2 separate regions of the Triticum aestivum genome follow, and region 2 is linked to region 1. The links are chromatin contacts, called in public Hi-C maps. All regions are on one chromosome and are shown on one strand. Each heading gives the region's core, a stretch centred on a gene start, on an enhancer-like site or on the middle of the called end of the contact. The rest is flanking DNA. Distances are from core to core; before and after follow the strand shown.

The links. Hi-C and Micro-C count contacts between places; a contact is called where the count stands out from the background.
Region 2: a contact with region 1 is called in a Hi-C map of an unstated tissue, with 8 times the contacts expected there. The contact joins the promoter of LOC123157433 here to the enhancer-like site in region 1. A contact is called at or near these places in 3 of 5 Hi-C or Micro-C datasets (leaf and an unstated tissue).

What each region holds. Positions count from the first base shown.
Region 1 is chr7B:513,648,270-513,651,147 of IWGSC CS RefSeq v2.1, reverse strand. No RefSeq gene overlaps it. Among protein-coding and RNA genes, the nearest start is that of LOC123157239, 40 kb to the right of the region's middle. Within about 2 kb of position 1,402, at least 2 of the 8 cell types and tissues checked have an H3K27ac peak or open chromatin away from gene starts, as enhancers often do.
Region 2 is chr7B:514,188,475-514,191,352 of IWGSC CS RefSeq v2.1, reverse strand. LOC123157433 reads right to left here and starts at 1,446. Exons shown (of 5, transcript XM_044575715.1): 1 at 1,203-1,446; 2 at 317-576. The coding sequence starts at 1,261.

The DNA.
Region 1 (2,878 bases), core at 153-2,652:
TCAGTTGCCTCGGACTGTAAGGTAGTCATCGATGATATTGGCAGCCGAGTGCAGCGGTATATGGAGCTATCATTAGGGAGATAGTAGATCATTCAAAAGTTTTTGTCAATTGCTTTTTTAGCCAGTTTAGGAGCTCGAATGTCGAGGCTCACAATTTAGCGAAGCATGCTCTCTCACTTGGTGTTGGCCGCCGTGTGTGGCTGGGCAACCCAGGTAATCTATCTTTCGTCCCTATAAACATTGTGACGAGTTAAATAAAAAGCTTCACGAAGTTGTCTCAAAAAAATGCGACACACAGGGGACCTCCTATACAATGCATTTTGTGTTAAACAAGAGCTCGACGCACACGGGCGACGCAAGACCGGGCCGGCCCACTGATGCAAAAGCCGCTTGTGTTTCCTGTATCACGCGACCTAAAAAAAATCGGAAAACAAGTACGCGACGCTAGCATTTGTTCACATGATCTCGCTCACACCAGATTGCAGACCGAGACAAGTTTGCCACTACACCAGAAAGCTAATGCTGAACATTAAGGCGCAAACTCTATAGCATCATACAGACGGCTTGAGATTTTGGGAAAAAATAGAAACACTTCTTGAAAATTACGAACAATATGAAATGCCGCAAATATTTGTTGCTATTCCAAGCTTTTTTTCTGAAAAAAATGTGAACAACTTTTGTAATCTGAATTTAGAAAAACACGAATATTTTTTGGAAAAACTAACAGTTCTCTAAAACGTGAACAATTTTGAAAAAATCGAACATTTTCTGACCTTGTGAATTTTTTAGAAAACAAAAAACATTTTTTGAAATTATGAACAAATTTGGTAATGAGAATATATTTTGAAATTCCTGTACATTTTATGAAACATGAACATTTTATGAATGACATTCTGAACAGATTTAGGAAAAGATAACATTTTTTTAAAACATGAACATAACAAAAATTGAAACGAAAACATTTTTTTGAAATTATTGAACTTTTTTTAAACACGAACATTTTTTGAAATTGTGGAAAAAATTGGAGACCAGAACATTTTTTGAAATTGGGAGCAAATTTTGAAAACCAGCACATGTTACAAAATTCCAAATAAAAATTTGAAATTTTCAAACAAACGAAACATGAAAAAGAAAAAACAGAAAGACAAAATAAAATAAAATAAAACAGAAAAACAAAAGAAAATTTTAAAAACTAAAAGAGAAGAAGCAAAAAAAGAAGAAGAAAAGGGGAATGGAAAAGTCGGTTCAGGAACCTCTTAGAAGGTTCCCAAAACCAGAAAAAAAAATGCTGGGAACCAGACGATTCCGAAAACCGAAATCTCTCAAACGTTTGAACGGGCCGGCCCATGTCAATCTAGCCCTGTACGTCGCCCCGACTACTTGCCGCAACGAGCGGCAAATACGAATTCCCAAGACACAGAGCAGCGCAAGTGCAATGGGGAGGCACATAGGCTAGTACGTACGGACACATCCCTTAATAATGGCCAACAAGTTTGGCTCGATACCCGACCTGATCCCTCATGTATCCGTGTAAAGCATTGATCTTATGCTATAAAGTGGCACTGTGATTCTCAAAAAGAAACAGGGCGCCCAGTACTGACTAACAAAGAGAAAGAGCTTCCACTCCGGTCATGCATTTGCCTCTTATTATGGTTGTTTACATGTCGGGCCATATGTTATGAAGAAACCATGCAGTAAGTCGTAACGCGTGTTTCTTTTCTTTTTCTTCTCTTCGAAGATGCCCGTCATTGAGACCTCTAGTCAGCTACGTAAGCAGGGGAGCTCCTATATGGCGCACCACGCACTGAAAACGCAGCGGGCGCACACCCCCCGCGCCCGCCTTCACGCCCTTCTGGGCCGGCCCATGTGCGGCCGGGGCCTGCACGCCGCCTGTTTTTTCTTTTGTCTTTTCCTTTGCATTTTTTTCTTTTTTTTCAATAATTCAGGATATCAGCAGCTTCTAAATTTCGGGAAAAGTTGCTAATTTTGAAAAAAACAATCACGATTTCTTAAAAAACTATTATTTTAGAAAGATGCTCGGGAATTCAAAAAATGTTCATGAATTTGTGAAAAATGTTCATGAATTTTAAAAAATGTTCACGAATTTACAAAAATGTTCATGATTTCAAAAAAAGTTCAAGCATTCGCGAAATATTCAGGAAATTGCAAAAAATGTTCGTGGTTATAAAAAGGTGTTTTGAATTTAAGATACTTTTCATGGTTCAAAAAAATGTTCGTGAATTCGAAGAATGTTCACAAATTTGTAAACAATGTTCATGATTCCAAAGCAATGAACAATTTTATGAATTTGATTAACATATTTTGAACAATGATGAACAAATTTGGAATTTGATGAATATTTTTTTAATTTGAAGAAAAAAATTGTATTAGAGAAAAAAATGAAAATAATTATGAACAAAATTTGCGTTTGATGAACACTTTTTCTGAAAAACTGATGAACAAATTTTTAATTCAGTGAACAAATTTTGAATGTGATGAACATTTTTTGAATCTAACAAACAAAAAATTCAATGAAAATAAAGAAACTGATGAACAGCTTTTTAGTGTTATGAAGAACTTTTGAATTTTTATGAACATCTTTTCAGTCTGATGAACAAAAAATTGAATTGGATGAACATTTTATGGATTGTTGAACATTTTTTTGCATCATTGAACATTTTTTGAATTCAATGAACAAAACATTTGTTAATGAAGTAGAAATAAGAAAATGCCAAAATAGTCAAAAAAGTGAAGAAGAAGAAAATGTAAAAAAAGGGAAAGGAAAAAAGAAAAAGATTATTTTTTTTGAAAATAACAGAAAAAGGAAAAAACAAGTATAGAAAACATAAAAAGCAAAAAAAAACTGTTCTGGGAAGGT
Region 2 (2,878 bases), core at 197-2,696, 540 kb before region 1:
ATTTAAATATTAACATCAACTAAATTCTAAGACTGTTTTAATCAGAGACGTTAGAAGCCCCAGTGTGCATTAGTAACTGTAAGCATGGTTTTGCACGTAGGTCTAAAACTACAGCTGCTACAAACTCTGGATGAAAGTCATTTCATGTTCTAATTAAACCTGCATATAAGGACATGGATGACAGAGCTCCAATAATCAGCTGTGCACTTGCATTTATTTGACAGTAAATCACACTAGTACGATGGAATGAAAAAATAGAATGGAAATGGAACAGGTGCCATGGCACACAGATTAATCTTAGGTGCATGCTGTATACCTTGATTTACAAACTCGTTTGGGTTGCTGCTACTTCCAGCTCCATGCTGATCGCTGGATTGCGGCGCTGTACTGATTGAAGACATGCTCCTCTGCGATTGTAGCGCGCTGTTTCCAATCCCGTGTGCGCTCGTGCTCCAGAAGCCCTCAGACAAGTTTGTCTTCCTTACTGAGCGGCCTTGGATCCTCAAACCTTTTGAAGGCTCATCGACCGCTATTATCGGAGCAGGCTTAGCACAGCCACAGCATCCAAGGCAACTTCTGCTCTGTAGCAAAACAGTATTGACCAGTGAACGATTAGCTTCACGTATTCGAGAGTCTGAGATAAGTCATGTGGCAGAACAACCAGCGAAAAGCTATAAAGTAACGAGTATATGTTTCTTGACAGCTTTTGACATTGGACCGCACAACAACCGTCATTCCACGGGCTCGGAAATCATAAGACAGAGCATTTTGGTAAAAGATTACAAAGGTTAGTTTCAAGGTCAGGCAAAAAGTGTCTCTTATACCAAAAATAAGTCATGGACATTATACAAGAATCAGGTACCATCACATGGAGCAGCTCCTACTATGGAAAGTTGGAAACGATGGATTCAAGGACCGCCTAGCCTCTGCAAAGGGACATCGGCATCTAAATGTTTATAGAGCGGCCGAACCGTGTCTATTTATGCGCAAGCAGCAAGAATCAGAACCGGGAAACAGCATCGCGGTTGCACATGGAACCGGGGACAAAAAGGGGAGAACCTCGCATCCACTAATCCTATTGGCCTCCAGGTGGGGGGCACAGCGCGAGCCCTAATCCCTAAACCCGATCGAGCTCGCTGCCGTCGCATCAGGTTACGGCAAGTACGGACGAAATGGGGGGGAGAGTGAGGGAAGACACGCACCCCATGCAGGCGACGAGGCGGCGCACCCAGGAGGAGAGGGACCTGCAGCCTAGCAGCATAGCATCCGAGGCGGTGGGGTCCTGCGCGCCCGTGGTCGTCCCGGCGGTGGAGGGCGGGAGCAAACCCTAGGCCCCAGCGAGGCGCACGGGTGGAGGAGGAGGGGAGGAGGAGGCGGAAGGGGGGAGGTTGCGGGGGCGAGGAGTTGGGGAAGAAGGAATCGGGAATGGGATTCCGTGGTGGGCTGGGATTGGAGAAACAGGAGCAAACGTTGCTTGGATTTTTCTTAAATAAATACGTAAATGCCAGTGGTCCGAAATGGTTGTTTTTGCAGTAAATTACAGAGTTACTCCGTATTGGATATCATCACCGTTCTTTTATCTTTGTTTTACTACTATGTGTATTTTTTTAAAGGATTAGATTTATTATAAAAGTTCACTCAAAGTACAAAGCATCTTAAACATAATAAAAATTACATCGAGGTTCTTAGACCACCGAACAAGCACTACTACAGCAGAACGAGCCGCCGACGCACAACTGTCACCGCTCGCCTACCGTAGCCCGCTTGACTTTGTCGATGATAGTCAAAAAATCTTCATGCACGTGCCCTCAAGGACCAGCGTTTTGGAGCACGGTCGTCGCCTTTGAACTCTTGCATAGAATCGAAGCACCTATTCCAAAGACGAGAAACTCTAACCTCTCTGCCCTAAGGAATCTATGTCGGAGCTCCGTCAACTACGTCCCAGCGGACGAACCCGAGGAGGATAGAAGCCCGGAAGACAAACTCGAAGAAGAAACGCCGCCATCCGTCCGGGTGTCGGACCTACAGGACTAAAAAAACCTAACCTAAACTACTAACCGGAGCGGAAGCACCGGGATTTCTCTCCTCGCCACCGAGCGCTGGAGCGGCAGGCAGAATGAAGGCGAATTTACAAGCTCGCTGATGAAGTCTGGAGGGAAAAATTTGCCCTAGCCACTTATGATTATGGGAGGAAATGAGAGTGTAGTTTCATAAATAGTGAATGGTAACAGTAAAAAAGTATCCAACTTACTGATCCAGTGGTCATCTCTTCACAGAAAGGGGAAGAGGGCATGTGTGTACCTTGAGCTCTAATGTACATATGAAATTTTCCATCCAATCCTTATACAACAAATCAGATCAAACCATTTATGCATGTAGCCAAAGTGCAAGAGCATTATATTTTAGATCATATATCTACAAAACGAGAAAGTATTGTATGCATAATAGTTCCGGTGAACTTTTACACCTTAAACAATTGTTGTTGTACCTGAAGGAGGGATGGCGAGTTAAGAAGTAGCATCGTGAAAAATCACTGTCAAGACAAAAGAAAGAGCCCTACAAATTGGAGTAAAAGAGTTACCGGAATAAATTAACATGTGTCCCCAGATTCGATTATAACAAGAGAAAATGGAACTATAGAGCTCAATAGTGGAGCTATGTGGTAGCAGGGGTAGCACCCCCACCCTTGGAGAAAACTCTGAAGATTTTTTTTGAAGGCCTTTTATGAGGAAAAATAGCTTTCCCCATCATCTTCATTTTTTGGTGTTTCACACCCTTTGGCTTTGTTCTTTCTCTAGCCCCACCATTCTCTTTGCACTTGGGACGCACTCACTTAAAATCTTGCATTTAGGAGACAATCTCACTTGGTTTTGAGAAT